Linked DNA regions of Podarcis muralis: region 2 is linked to region 1. A link is a contact called in public Hi-C data. All regions are on one chromosome and are shown on one strand. Each heading gives the region's core, a stretch centred on a gene start, on an enhancer-like site or on the middle of the called end of the contact. The rest is flanking DNA. Distances are from core to core; before and after follow the strand shown. Region 1 holds the start of ERI2 (ERI1 exoribonuclease family member 2). Region 2 holds the start of CRYM (crystallin mu).

Region 1 (7,519 bases), core at 2,545-5,044:
AGGTTTATTTTAAAGAAATAGCATTCTTAAAAATGCAGTTTTACAGATGGAGTTGAAGAGTGCTGGGTCAAAGGTTTAAGCCCCCCCCCCCCCGTCATAAAACACATTGGGTCAGTTATATTTCCTTAGCCTAACCTACCTCACAGGATTGTTGTGAGTATAAAAGGGAGAGGGGATTATATAAATCTTTCTAAGATCCTTTGAGAGAGGAAGAGATAAAAATGCAATTACCGTATTTTTCGCTCTATAGGACGCACCTTGTTTTAGAGGGGGAGAACAAGGAAAAAAAATTCTCCCCCTCTCTGCTCAGCGCCCCTTCAGCGAAGCGGCAGGAGCAACGGAGCCCCTTCCATTTCTCCTCCCGCTTAGTTGAAGGGGCGCTGCGCAGCTCTCCCTCTCAGCTGAAGCCGGGAGAGTCTTGCTCTCCCAGCTTCAGCAAAAGGAACCCGAAGCCTTCGGAGCGCGGAGGGAACGCTCCCTCTGTGCTTCGGAGGCTTCGTGTTGCTATCGCTGAAGCCAAGGAGCCTGCATTTGCTCCATAGGACGCACACACATTTCCCCTTAATTTTTGGAGGGGAAAAAGTGCGTCCCATAGAGCGAAAAATACGGTAATTGCAACCGTGCCCCAGGTTTAAACAAGCTAGTTGGTCAAGGGAGCCATACTCAAAAAAGTTGAAAACCTCTGATCTAAGGGCATGGTAAGAGGTGTGCCCCAAATACCAGCTACTGTTATGTTCCAGCACCCACCTCCAGTCATTCATGTAAATTAAGTATCAAAATATGAATATGGTAAAGGTAAAGTACCTAGGGGTTAATATAACAGCCAAAAATCTGAGTCTATTTAAGGATAATTATGAAAAATGTTGGTCTGAAATTAAGAGAGACTTGGACAGTTGGGCAAAACTGAAGCTTTCTTTGTTAGGACGAATAGCTGCGATTAAGATGAATGTGCTGCCAAAGATGTTGTTTTTGTTTCAAACATTGCAAATTGTGGATAAAACGGAGTGTTTCCGGAGGTGGCAGAGAGATATTTCCAAATTTGTCTGGCAGGGCAAAAAGCCCAGAATCAAGTTTAAGATATTAACAGACGCAAAGGAAAGAGGGGGCTTTGCCCTGCCAGACTTAAGGTTGTACTATGAAGCCGCAGCTTTCTGCTGGCTAAAAGATTGGCTACTTCTCGAAGACACTGATGTGTTAGATTTGGAAGGTTATAACAATGCTTTTGGTTGGCATGCATATTTGTGGTATGACAAAGTTAAGATCAACAAGGCTTTTAAGAACCATATTGTCAGAAAAGCAGTGTTTAATGTCTGGACAAAATACAAAGACTTATTGGAAAACAAAACTCCAAGGTGGCTCTCACCTTTGGAAGCTAAGGCCCGGAAAAGACCCAATATGGAAGCCTACTGGCCAAAATATTGGGAACTGTTAGAAAAAGATGGAGATAATTGGAAACTGCAGAGTATGGAGAAAATGAAAGACTATGTGCGAGACTGGTTACACTACGCTCAGATTAAGGAAATTTTTAAAAGTGATAAAAAGTTAGGATTCCAGGTGGAGAAATCGAAGTTGGAAACAGAACTGTTAGAACCTAAGACTAAGGTACTTTCAAGAATGTATAATTTGCTGTTGAAATGGAACACACAAGACGAAATGGTTAAGTCGGCTATGATAAAATGGGCACAGGATATTGGGCATAACATTATGTTTGAGGACTGGGAAAGGTTGTGGACCACTGGGTTGAACTTTACTGCATGTAACACTTTGAAAGAAAATGTAATGAAAATGATATACAGATGGTACATGACCCCAGTTAAACTCGCCAAAATATACCATTCGTCTGATAACAAATGTTGGAAATGTAAAGAAAATGAAGGAACATTCTTTCACCTCTGGTGGACTTGCCCTAAAGTGAAGGCCTTCTGGGAAATGATATATAATGAGCTGAAAAAGGTATTTAAGTATACCTTTACCAAGAAACCAGAGGCCTTTCTTTTAGGCATTGTCGACCAGAAGGTGTCAAAGAAAGATAGAACATTTTTCATGTATGCAACAACAGCAGCAAGGATACTACTCGCTAAGAACTGGAAAACTCAAGATCTACCCACACTGGAAGAATGGCAGATGCAACTGATGGACTATATGCAACTGGCGGAGATGACTGGCAGAATCCGAGACCTGGGAGAAGAAAGGATTGAAGAAGATTGGAAGAAATTCAAGACTTACTTACAGAAATATTGTGATTTAGTGGAATGTTAAGAAGGATGCTTGGTTATAAATAATTGGCCATCACTAAAATAGATCAGGAATTGATGATAAGAGAGATTAAGAGAAACAAATTTGCAGGAGAATTATTTTATTGTATTTAAGTAAGTGGTTACAGATTTGGAAATAAGATTATAATTTGCTTGACAAAAACTTATTAATGATGTAAGTGGGAGCGGGAGACGTGAGGAAGTTTAAGGATATTATGAAATTTTGTTAAAACAAAGTAACAATGTTTATTAATATTGTATTCTTCTTTCTAAAAACCCTAATAAATATTTATATAAAAAAAAATATATGAATATGAATTACACATAGAGTTTGGGATAGGTAGGTTGGGAATTATATACAAATAAACTGCATGAGCAATGTTTTGATAGCTCCATTATTAATTTACCGATCACACAGAAGCAGTTCTCAAACAATATTACTAAATCTCCACTTACTGATTTCTTGAGTGTAACATTTTCTGCCTTCTTTCCAGCACGTAGACTCAAAATCAATAATTACTAAGTAGTCAAACAACTGCCCTACGGAATCAAGTGAGGATTGTGTTATTGTGTTATTTGCGAGAGTAAAGACAGTAATTTTTGCTTTGCAATTCAGACACAGTACTCACTCAGTTTGGGTTTGCCATGATTCTGGCCACCAGGCGATGTTTTAGAAATTCTTCTAATAATGCCAAGCTGCCTACAAAAATAAAAATAAAAAATAAAAATGCAAACACATACTGGAAGATTTAATCTCTCAATAGCAGAACAATATTTTGGGGGGTAACCAAGTGATCGAGATTCAGGCCTGAGGTTGCCGAATCCCTTGAGAAAAAGTGTGGAGAACAGTTCGGACAACTGGTAATGAAATGCAAGTGGCCCAACCTGTAACCTATTTACACGAAGCTCAAAAAAAATGGGATAAAAGGGGAGAGAACGGGGGGGGGGGATGGGGGCTTGTTCCAGACATCTGGCAGCATCTTTTCTTTTCACCAGCTCCCTCCACCCCCTTATTTTAAACATCCAAACCTTCCCAAGGGAAAAGAAACCCACAAGGCTTGTTAACCAGGGTGGTGCAGTGGTTAGAGCACCAGACTAGGGCCTGGGAGAGCAGGGTTCGAATCCTCACTCAGCCAAGGAGCTCCCTGGGTGACCTTGGCCCAGTTACTGCCTCTGAACCTAACCAACCTCACAGGGTTGTTGGGTGGATTAAATGAATAGGGGGGGGGGGCACGTGCGCTACCTAGAGTTCCTTGGATAAAAAGGCAGTGTATAAATTAAATTTAATTAATTAATTAATTAAATAATCCGAGAGCCCACTAGGGAAATGGAGGAAAAGAAGGATGCAGCGCCTGTTGTAGGCCTCACCTGGCCAACTTCTTCGTCGCCATGGCTACGGCCTCCCACCCCCATCCCCCAACGCTCCACGCTCCTCACTCCTCTCCGTTTCCGGCCTCCGTTTTGAACAGCCCGCGGATCCCGCCTCTTATCGATGCCGTCGACAAATCGGCTACTAGAGTCTGGTCCTTCTGACTTCCGGGGAGCTCTCTGTTCTTCTCCGGAGTCCCCGCTCGCGACTTCTCCAACAGCCTATGCGGCGCTCCGAGAGAGCGGGTGGGTGGGCGAGTAGCCTAGGCCGAAGGAAACGATTGCCGATCTGAAAGTTTTCCTCGATTGGGAGCTCCGCTCTGCACCCCGCGAAGGCAAACGGAGGAAGAAGGTGAGCGTCTCTCCTGCTTAAACGACCGTCGTTCTTTGAATGGCGTTTCTATGTCCCCGGGGGGGACGGGAGAAGCAGCTATGCGGGGTTTGCCTTCAGAGGGCAGGAGGAGGAGAAATCCCCCCCCGGATAATCGCACATGGCTGCAGGTCTCCCAGCGGTCTACTCGTGAGTAGTGCTGACATTGGCTCTGTAACCTGCAGTCTTGAGTCTCCTCACCATTATTGCACACGCTGTGGGTGTCCCTGCACCTGCTCCATGCTATTTAGGCTGCCATGCACACCATATGCTTAATCCTGGGAGCTGTAGTTTGTTATGGGTGCTTGGAATTGCACACTACGGTTCCCAGGATTTGGGGAGGGGGAATCTGTTTTAATTGTATGGTGTGTATTACAGCCTTTTCACGACAGAACATTTATTTCCTCCCTTTATTATTATTATGCATGTCATACCCTCACAACATTTTCCTGATGAAAATAGGGATCTCCTGTTCCATAATGATAATTTTACTATTTATAGCCCACACAGCTTACAGGGTTGCCCCAGCCACTCTGGGCAGCCTTCAATACATATAACAACATTTTAAAAAATACCACTTCCCTATACAGGATTGCCTTCAGATGGCTCGGGGGTTGGATAACTATACCCTCCAACATTTCTCGAATGAAAATAGGGACATCCTAAGGAAAAGTGGGACATTCCAGGATCAAATCAGAAACCAGGACGGCTTCTCTAAACCAGGGACGTCCCTGGAAAATAGAGACACTTAGAGGGTCTGGCATGTTGCTATGTGCTTGGCTTCACCAGAAGTATGTTTGTTCCATAATGGCTTCCCCTTCAGTTGTGGATTGGATCTAGAATAACATGACAATCCTAACCATGTCTACTCAGAAGTGTGCCCTATTGAAGTCAATGGGGTTTCCTCCCAGGTAAGTGGGAGTATAGTTGCAGCCTAGGTAAACGGAGCTTTTGTCCTGTTGAAATCATTAATACAGATTAATTATGATTTACTTTTAAGTACCATTGTTAATTTGAGTGTTCTCAAAGGGGAGGGCCTGCTACAGCAGTGTAGGGTGCTTCCATTTCATTGCCCCTTATTGAAGGCAATGGAGAAGTAGAGGACACCGAACTCTCCCCTGCTTTCAGTGTGGTATAGGTTGCAATCATTGGCACACCTCCTAGAGAGTAAGCCCCATTAAGTTCAGCAGGACTTCTGAGTGCACAAACGTAAAACATAGAACAAACGTATTCTGTTTTGTGACTATAAATAGCTTAGCTGGTTAGAACCATTGTGTAAATGCTCCCAGTTATCATTTATTAAATTTGAATACGGCCCTCCATGCATAGATCTCAAGGCAGCTCACAACACAAAAATACAAGATAAGAAAACACACACATAAAACAAGAGAACGAAAACAAAACAGTAGCCCCTACTCCCTCCCACAACACAGTTGCAACATGCTGAAACTCATTTCAAATGTGGTAGAACATTGCCCTGGTTTCCTCCCAAAACACACAAACTTGTAAATAAGAAATATGTCTTTATTCAGACGGCTAGCAGTACAGGCTCAGCAGCTAACACAGGACTCAGGAGTTCAAGAGCAGGGCAAGAAGTTCAGAACCAGACAGAAGCAACAAAGATGTCACAACAAGTTTCCCCACCCATCCCACTGAGCTTTTAAAGCTGAGAGGTGGTGTGTTCACTCAGGAGACTCTCTTGCCTTGCGGGGATGTTGAGATTGTGAGTGTGCTCTCTGGTGGGGTAGATGGGTCTGCTTCCATCTGTGAAGGCAGCTCCTGAGTAGATGACAAGCACCTTCCTGATCAGTTGCCACTTCCTGTCAGCCACAACCCCTTTGACAGATCAAAACCCTATCCGGTGGTTGCCAAACAGCCCTCCAGATGTTTTGGGACTACAACTCCCATCATTCCTGGATAACAGAGCCAGTGGTCAGGGATTATGGGAATTGTAGTCCCAAAACATCTGGAGGGCCGAGTTTGGCCACCACTGCTATGCAACCTCCACTGAGGCTTTCTGCTCCACATGTGGGTCGGAGGGGAGAGCTCACATCCTTCTTCCTCTTCCAAAGCAATTGTAGTTGAGTGAAAAGAGGAGATTTGCCTGCCTTCCACCCAGGTTCCCACAATCCACCCCACCACGCCATTTCCTCCTCTTCTGTCTGTGCCTGCCAAGGGATGCCAAATTGGGTTGTGGTGTTTGTTATATTTTGTTCAACTTAAATCTGTTTCCAGCTATTTTATTTCCTGATTCGTCTTTTTGGCAGATACAACACCCACACACACACCCCAAGGAAAAAACCCCAACCCCATACTGATGGACAAAATGGATACAGCAACCGATGTCATGAAAAAGAAACGGCCCTGTGAAGATAATGAAAAGACAGAGAAGGTTAAAAAGAGAAGGAAGGTTGATGAAAGCGATGTTTGCCAAAACCAGCAGAAAGCTAAAAGCGATGTAAGTGTTCCTGCTATTGCAGGAGATCTGCTCTCAGTCTCCAATCTCAGCAAAAAGTAACAATAAGTTGTGTACTAGAGTAGACCCATTGGAAATAATGACCCTACGTTAGTCACACCTATTAACTTCAGTGGGTTAACTCTGAATAGGACCAGCACTGGATACAACCCAGTGCTTTTTTACCAGCTTTGACTGTTGCCCTGGCTACAGCCATTTCTGGACCAGAGTAGCCTAACCACAGTTTTCAGGGTGCTGGTCACCTCCATATTGGATTACTACAATGCACTCTTTGCAGGGCTTCCCCTGAAGTTGTCCCGGAAACTGCAGCTAGTACAAAATGTAGCAGCCTGAATGCTCACTGGGCCAAAATTCAGGAGAGCTCTTGCAAAAGGCCATGCTTGATCAAAAGTGGCCATCATATTAAGACACATCACCTCCAGGCCATGTATGTGTGAAGCCAGTGTGCTCCTCCCTGAATTCTGCAAATGAAACTCAAGCTTCTGGCCCTCATGAAATCAAGACAAGACTGAAAGCACTTTGTAGGTCAAGTCTTATAAACCGAAAGGTAGGAAAGCAGGCAGCCAAGTTCCCCCACCATTTCTAACCCTGCAAGGTCGTTTTTGAGAGGATGACTCATGTGTTTTTTCACAGTCAGGGTTGTTAACTTCCCAGTGGAGGATTTTTGCAAATGGCACGTCCAACTGCAGTCGCTTGGCATTTGCTGTGTTTATGTAAATAGCTTCCAAGTGATGTCAAGTTATGCATAATCAAAATACTGTATGCTCACTCTGTCTTCCCTGCTCGCTCATTTATTTTCTCTGTGCCCTTTTTGTAAGAGACAAGTCGTCCCCTTCTGGAATCCATTCAGTGGCAGCTCAGACACTTCAACGCTTTCTGTCTTTGTAAACAATCCTGAGCCGGTTCTCTCGTTCTTTTCAGGAGAAGCAGCCCCGCTTGTCTGCCAAAGTGTTTGGAGAAGACTCTGAAATCAGCTACGACCAACTGTACAGATTCCTCAAGTATTCTGCTTTGGGGAAGCGCCACGATGCAACTCATCCCAGGTAGTCA
Region 2 (7,519 bases), core at 3,117-5,616, 280 kb after region 1:
TACCTTGGTGGCTATCGCAGAAACAGCCGCTGTCCGTTTGGCTGTTATGACGCTACCATCCATGACCTTTCCAAAGGAGAACATCAAACAGAACGAAAAGAAAAACGGCAAGATGGAAGTTAAATACAAAATGCTTTTCCTCAGGCGGACAAGGCCCATCCATCCAACACCTTAAAGTTGTATCATGCCACTTTAAACAGTCATGGCTTCCTCCCAAAGGATCCTGGGAAGTGTGGCTTGTTAAGATGAGAGGCATTAGGAGATCCCTGATCCCTGCAGAGAGCTACAATTCCCAGATTGGATTGACAAACGATCCCTCCTCCAAGGGAATACCCCTCACACATTGATAGAGGTGGGGGCCATGCTCTTCTCCATCCTACATGTGACAGGCAGTGGTGACTAGGGCCCTTTGGGGCTGATTGGGAGGGAGGCAAGGAGTCCAACAGTAGGTGGCACCAGAGATAAAGACAGGCAGAGCCTGTCTATCCCCTAGTTTTGTCCTTATGTCCTACCTGATAAGTTCTGCAAGCACAACTCTGAGATTAGGGAGGAGGAGGAGTAGAAAGCTGACAGCTGGGGCCGCCTCCTGGACTGAATGCAAGGAAAAAGGCAGGCAGGAGGTCAGGTGGCTGAGGGCAGCCTGAGGTTGATGGGGCTAAAGCGGTTCAAATTATGCTCACTGTTGCCTTGGGAGACTTACAGCTCTGAGAGTGCCGTTGCTCGGCTCAAACAGGAGCACTGTTGCTTGATGGGAAGGAACTGCAGGATCCGCCACGTGCTCATAAAAGGTCACCAGCTTGGTTGTCAAAGCGTCATCTTTCTCGCTGTAGGCAGGCATGATTCCTAAAAAGCTTACAAGCAGAAGACGGAGGCGGCGCGATGATCATTCAAGTGTGGTCTCTTCCCTCAGCAACTAAGCTAGCAAGTTAATCTAAAACTTTAAAGAAAGTGTAATGAATAACTTAAGCCACCAGGGTTGGAAGAAAGTTCGAGGGCTCTTTCATAAGTGCTGGCCAGTGTGGCCATCTGCTTTTAGTGGCACCCATCCGGGAGGAGTCCTAGGAAACTTATTTTCATGGTGCCAGCAGCTCCAGGGGCTAACAGTTTTCCCCTGCCAATGCCTTCATTGACACACACTGCCAAGCCAATACCTGGCACAGGGAGGACCAGAGATTTCCTACCCCTGTTTTATAGGCAGCCCAAGGCAGGTGTCAGCGAAAGACCTTGGGGATTATTTCTATGTTCATTTCTTTACTGAATTTTTACCCTGCCTTGTCGCGAATTCTCTGCGGCGCTTTAGCAGAAACGCTCAGAGTTCCAGATTCTTCAGTGCAGTGCAGTATATTTATGGTGAGCAAAAATATACAAATATATACCATAATCTATAGGTTATAATACACGAGCAGTTCATACAGTCAAACAGAGTACCTGGCTGCACCTTAAGGCAAATAGGAAGACCTTTCTATCTCTCTCTCTCTGGCCACACTCTTCTACACCACCCCCTTACTGCTGGACAGGTTTCCCTTTTAAACCGATGGCAGCCAATCAACTGACAGCACTTCCATAGAAAGTATTGTAGGCTCATCGCATCAAGCTAGCAAACTCAGGCCTGCAGACTTACTATCTCACACAGCATTCTGTGAATTCCTCCCAAAGAAACCCAGGGTGGCAAACCTCAAGCAAATCGCCACAGATGCAAGCGTTCAGGAACTTGTTTTCTCTTTCCCCCCACAAAAGAAGTCTTCTAAAATTGCGGGCTAAGCTTTTGCAACAATTTGTTTAAGGTTCAGCAAAGCAGGTTGGTAGGTCTGCTGTGGGTGTGTGAACACACAAACATACACACAAAGTTGCCACAATAAATCTGTTCTCATGTTCTAGCAGACCACAAGGCTCCTGACGTCATTATCAACAGCTCGCAATTTGGTTAGCTCATTTTTATGTGCAAAGTGCTTGGGTGACTGAATTCTACTTGGAAAGAACAACAGTTTGGAACTGTACAGAGCCAATCAAACCAGAAACCTGTGTGCCATCAGCACAGTGAGCATTGATGACAGCAGCATCTGGGCACAACAAAGATTTTGGGGACACCCTAAAGACTCAGAGTGCAACCATAACACCCTGATTAATGTCAAAAGCACAGGCAGTCAAGAAGCTGGCACGGAGAGCCCCAAAAATGGGCATTATGGGGTGTGCGGCAGAACTGGGTCAACCACAGATCTGCAGGATCCTAAGCCAATCAGTTTCCCAGAAAAGGGCTCAATTACACCACCTTGAAAGATTACCAAAAAAAATGCTCCTACATCTTCCAACTTGGCCAGCAGGCTGCGGATGCTTCCTAGGCTGGCTTCATTAATTACGAACCTTGAAATTTTGGGTCCCCTCCATACGGGTGCCAAAGTTTTGCAGCCGCTTTGTAGCGCAAACCCTGCGTTTTGTAGCGTGCCACGTCCCCAACTGAGTAATTGATACATCAAGCTGCGGTTCGAAGTTAACACCCAGAAATCCAACGTTGTCCAATTCACTCCAAACTGGTGCCAAAGTTTTATAGCTGTGTTGTAGGGTTTTGTCGTTTTGGGGCTTGCAGTTAATGAAGCTTCCCAGGTCCCCTTCCAAGAATTCTCTGCCCATCTACAATCCTATGCCCACTTTCCTAGGAGTAAGCCCCATTGAACTCAACAGGGCTTACTTCAGAGAGAACACAGAGGCATAGAATTGTAGAGTTGGAACATATCCAAAGGGTCATCTAGTCCCCAATGCTGGAATCACATGTGCAGGCATGCACTCAAATGTGTGTTCATGGACTCTAGGGTCCAAAAGGGAACAAAATGGGGAAAGTACAGCCTTTGATGACTGTAGGTAAAAAATTTCTAAAAAGCAAAAGTGACCCTTTGCAATGGGTGCAAGACAGACAGCACAATTCTATGCATGTTCATTCACAAAACTGGATGCGGGCGTTAGTCGTGCTTAGAGCTTGAACTTAAAATTAGTAACTGCTGAGAGCACACCTCAGCACTGCTCACTCCCTTTCTTCCCTGTGCAGCGAAAACAGCAATTGCTTTTATTATGTACACATTATGAAATTCAGCAAAATAAAACCCAACAATTATATGACTATGCTTGAAACTGGTTTGTACACGCCCAACTGGATTCCTTATTTTGTTGTATTTAGTTTACTGAACATTAACCTGTGCCAATTTTAAATATATATGGTTTAAAACTTGTAAATTGTGTGTGTGTAAGAATAGTTATTTCTTCTTCGTTGTTTGTCTTTTTTAATTGCTAAGTTGCCCCATCGATGTCAACACATCTACTCAAAGCATGACTAACACCACAATTTTTAACCATGTCTACTCAAGGTCCATGGGGTCACAAAGAGTCCGACACAACTAAACGACTAAACAACAACAACAACAACAACTCAAAAGGAAGCTTTATTGAATGCATAGGGAGCTCATTCCCAGGTAAAGTGGGTTTAGGATAGCAGACTATGTCTGGATCCAATTTATAACCAGATCCCATGGATTTACTCCCAGGGAAGCCCACAGAGTGCGGCGGGCACAGAAAGATCCCAGTTTCTCCAGGTTAATTTCGTCAGCTTACATCCGTAGGAAACGTCAACCAGCTTTAGTCGTGCTGGGAGCTGACCCGCGGCTGAAATTCTTGGAACGAATTCCACCGGGTCTCCTCTTATGTAAGCCTTAGTTGGATTGCATTCAACTAACTTGTACTCAGAGCGGACCAGTTAATAAGCGTGAATAAGTGGGGTCCATTAGATCCAATGGGTCTACTCAGAGTAGCAGTAACTTGAATCCACGAGTGCTAGCTCCCGCGACCGGGGATACCCTGGGTCGTGGGTGCCAGGCACGCTGTACCGAAATATGTGGGTGCCCGGCCCCTTCGTGGGGAATTTTGTGGGTGCTGGGGCACCCAGAGTCCCAAAGAATTAGTCCCTATGCTTGAATCAAACTCATTATATTTATTGCATGTCATGGCGGGCGGGGGGACATCCCTACAAACCGACCCCCCCCCCCAAAAAAACCCCACATGACCTGGGGATATACCTAGCAGGAGATCCCCATCCCGATCCCGGATCCTCACCCGCTGTACTTCTGGATCGGCACCACGGTGCGCACCGGCTGCACGACGCCTCCCTCGGCGCCGCTGGAGAAGTTGGCCAGGGCCGTGGCCAGGGCGGGGATGAGCCGGCTGGCGGCGGGGAAATGTTTCTCCACTTCTCCGGCCGCCAGGAAAACGGGAGGCGGCACGGCGTGGCTCATGGTGGGGACTGCGGAGAGCAGAGGCGGCGGCGGCGCCCGGTGCCCCTCGACTGAGAGTCGCCCGCTGCCAGGCGCCCGCCCCGTCTCGCCGCCCGAGAGGCGGCGGCGCCCAGCACCCCCTGGCGGACGAGACGCCTGCTGCTCCCGACGGAGCTGGTCCGGGACCTCTGAGCAGGGAACCCCCAGGAAGGTCCTCGGAGGGTTGCCGGCTTCGATCTGGCAAAATACAGGACCGGTTGGGGGAAGCGGCTCCCCCCCCCCCCACACACACACCCTGTGCTGAAGTGACTTGAAACTGCAATCTGTTGGAACCTAACGGGGTGGCCCTCTGGAATTTGTCTCTCTCTCTCTCACACACACACACACACACACAAATACCTGAATTTGTAAATCTGTCTGCCCTTGGCTACCCAGAGCCCTGGGCATAGCCAAGGGGGGCAGAGAGGGGCAGCTGCAACCCATTAAATCAATAAAATTCAATAAAAAATACATAGCAAACTGAGGTTCGCCCCCCCCCAACAAAAATCCTGGCTAGACCCATGCCCAGAGCTTATGCATGACTTCCATTGTTGGAAGTCGCCCAGAGTGGCTGGGGAAGCCCAGCCAAATGGGCGGGGTACAAATAAATTATTATTATTATTATTATTATTATTATTATTATTATTATTATTATTATTTCACACACCCTTTTGAACACATGTATTTGGAGAGGAGACAGACAAACAAACAAACAGACAGAGAAGATTTGAAATAAAGGACAAAATTGTATCATTACAGGACATAGCATTTTACATTGCAATGCAGGACAAACCTGTATTATACAAGACAGGTGGCAACCCTGCTAAGGGATGGATCTACTGTGAAACAAATGAATCTTAAGCTTCAGGGCCCCTAATCCTTTGGGGCCCAGAAGCGACTTTAGTCCACATTGCTTAAGCTTTTTGGGTCTACTAGACCCAACTGGAGTCACACGACTCAAATTGATTATTATTTTTATTGTATCTATTTCAAAAGTCCCAAAGTTTGAGAGTCAGCAGCACAGGTGTTGTAAAGGTGTGGTGATCTGTCAAGGAACAACCCCACTGAATAAGGCAACAGTGGTGACCAAGACCTTGTTGTCAGTTGTGAAGGCTAGTCGTGCCTATTGATTTCGATGGGTTGCCCATAACTAACTTTTACTTATAGTTGACCTGTTGATATTAATAGAGCTAAGTTAAACATGTCTTGATTTCAATGGGTCTACTTTGAGTAGGTCCAACAGTGCATACAACCCTAAGGCTTTCTTTATTAGGCATTCCAGGCTGTGAATCTCCCTTCCCAGATGGGTTCCCTTGACTCTTGCACTCTTAAACTAAAGGCAGATCCTAAAACCTTTTGACTCTGCCAGACTTAAACTGTGGATTAACGTCCCGCCTCCCTGTTTTTATGCTCAGCTGTTTAGTCCATGCTTTGGATCCTGTTGTGCAAATCAGAAGTTTGGTCATTCCAACTGGGTTTGTGTGTTTTTCTGTCGTTTTGCTTTACTGTACTTCATGAACTTAAGAAAAGCAGGGAATGTATTGTGATGAAGATAAAAATGAAAAAAATAATAAAAACTATTTAAGAAAAGAAAAGCAGGGAATGAATTTTGAAATATACCGGTAAACTGTGTGCAAGAGTGTGCATGAGAAAGAGTGAATCTTCTGTTGACGGGTGACTTGTAGATCATCCTGGGTTTCTTCAGAGCCACTGTCTTATGGTACTCTCAGCCCTTCCAGGACAAGTGCTCTTACCAAGCTTCCCCCCCTCCAAAGAATCCTGGGAACTTTACGTACTGGTCGGCGGTTCAAATCCCCACGATGGAGTTTTTTAGTTTATAACTATTTATTTGAATAAATAGTTATTTGAAGGGATGCAGGTGGCGCTGTCTAAACCACAGAGCATTGGGCTTGCCAGTTAGAAGGTCGGTCGTTCAAATCCCCGCAACAGGGTGAGCTCCCATTGCTCGGTCCCTGCTTCTGCCAACCTAGCAGTTCAAAGGCACGTCAAAGTGCAAATAGATAAATAGGGACTGCTCCGGCAGGAAGGTAAATGGCGTTTCCGTGCGCTACTCTGGTTCGCCAGGAGCGGCTTAGTCATGCTGCCCACATGACCCGGAAGCTGTCTGCGGACAAATGCCGGCTCCCTCGGCCAGTAAAGCGAGATGAGCACCGCAACCCGAGTCGGCCTTTACCTTAAGCGGAGAACACAGTTCCCAGGATTCTTTGGGTGAAGTCATGTGCTATAAATGCGTGGGGTGAACCTCCACTCCTCCTGCAAGGGTCATGATTTAACTTGCTTCCCCCAAACTGCACCCACCTGCCTCACACCTGACATCATAGGTGGGGCACGTACAAGACCTGGCTGCAAAGGCGCTTAAATGTGTGCTCCTGGTTGTTCCTTGACAAGTGGGTGGCAGTTTCTGGATGGTAGTACCGCAAATCACCTTTACAGAGAGAACAAAAGAAATGAATAGAGCGTGCTTTATTTAGAACATGCAGCTTTCGCTCCCGATCCTCGAGAATTAAAGCAATGTAAAGATTTATCAGAATTAAGGATAGATGTCCTTTCTTCTTCAAATGCAAGGGGGGGGGGGAGAGAGAAAATCAAATTTGCGAAACGCTCGTGAGTTACAACTTAGGTGGCTGGAGGGTCAGCCCGCGAGCTAACTGCGCACAGCAGAGTTTTTAGTCCTCAGGTTCTGTTTTCGTCCTTTGCCATCCAGGATTCTACCAACTGCAAATGAGAACCGGACGTGTATGATGATTCTTAGCGGTGAACGATTATCCCCTTGATGGACTGGCCTGCGACGCTCTAGCCGCTTTCCTCTCCTAGTTTCCATGCTGGAACAACGTTCCCCTACCTCTACGGGGCGGGGGCGTTTCCCTAGTCGCAGGCGCTGGGCGCATAGACGCGAGATTATAGAAAGGCTCCGCTTTCTCTATGGTTCGGGCGGCGCGGAAAGAGTGGCAGTGCGGCGTGGACCGGAAGAGCCTTCCGCTTCCTGGGCGGCCATCTTGGATTTCTTCCCCGGGGAGGCTCCGGAGGGCTCTGTGGCGGTCGGAGACCATGAAGCCCATTCCGGCGGCAGCGCGGTGCCTCTCGGTGAGTAGCAGCGCCCTGGAGGCGGCGGCGGTGAAGGGGCGGGAGCCCGGAGCGAGAGAGGCGCCTGGGCCGGTGAAGGCCCGATGGAGGAAGCGCAGCGCCCGCTTCCCGGGAGCGAC

What was found. A called contact is a pair of places that touch in the nucleus more often than the background predicts.
Region 2: a contact with region 1 is called in a Hi-C map of blood, with 4 times the contacts expected there. The contact joins the promoter of CRYM here to the promoter of ERI2 in region 1. A contact is called at or near these places in 2 of 3 Hi-C or Micro-C datasets (blood and tail).

What each region holds. Positions count from the first base shown.
Region 1 is chr14:42,307,807-42,315,325 of rPodMur119.hap1.1, forward strand. ERI2 (ERI1 exoribonuclease family member 2) reads right to left here and starts at 3,795. Exons shown (of 9, transcript XM_028707097.2): 1 at 3,624-3,795; 2 at 2,885-2,955; 3 at 2,712-2,795. The coding sequence starts at 3,646. It overlaps REXO5 (RNA exonuclease 5), which reads left to right and starts at 3,871. Exons shown (of 20, transcript XM_077918534.1): 1 at 3,871-3,975; 2 at 6,261-6,451; 3 at 7,391-7,512. The coding sequence starts at 6,311.
Region 2 is chr14:42,590,654-42,598,172 of rPodMur119.hap1.1, forward strand. CRYM (crystallin mu) reads right to left here and starts at 4,367. Exons shown (of 8, transcript XM_028706482.2): 1 at 4,099-4,367; 2 at 701-851; 3 at 4-66. The coding sequence starts at 4,277. UQCRC2 (ubiquinol-cytochrome c reductase core protein 2) reads left to right here and starts at 7,224. Exons shown (of 14, transcript XM_028705785.2): 1 at 7,224-7,400. The coding sequence starts at 7,239.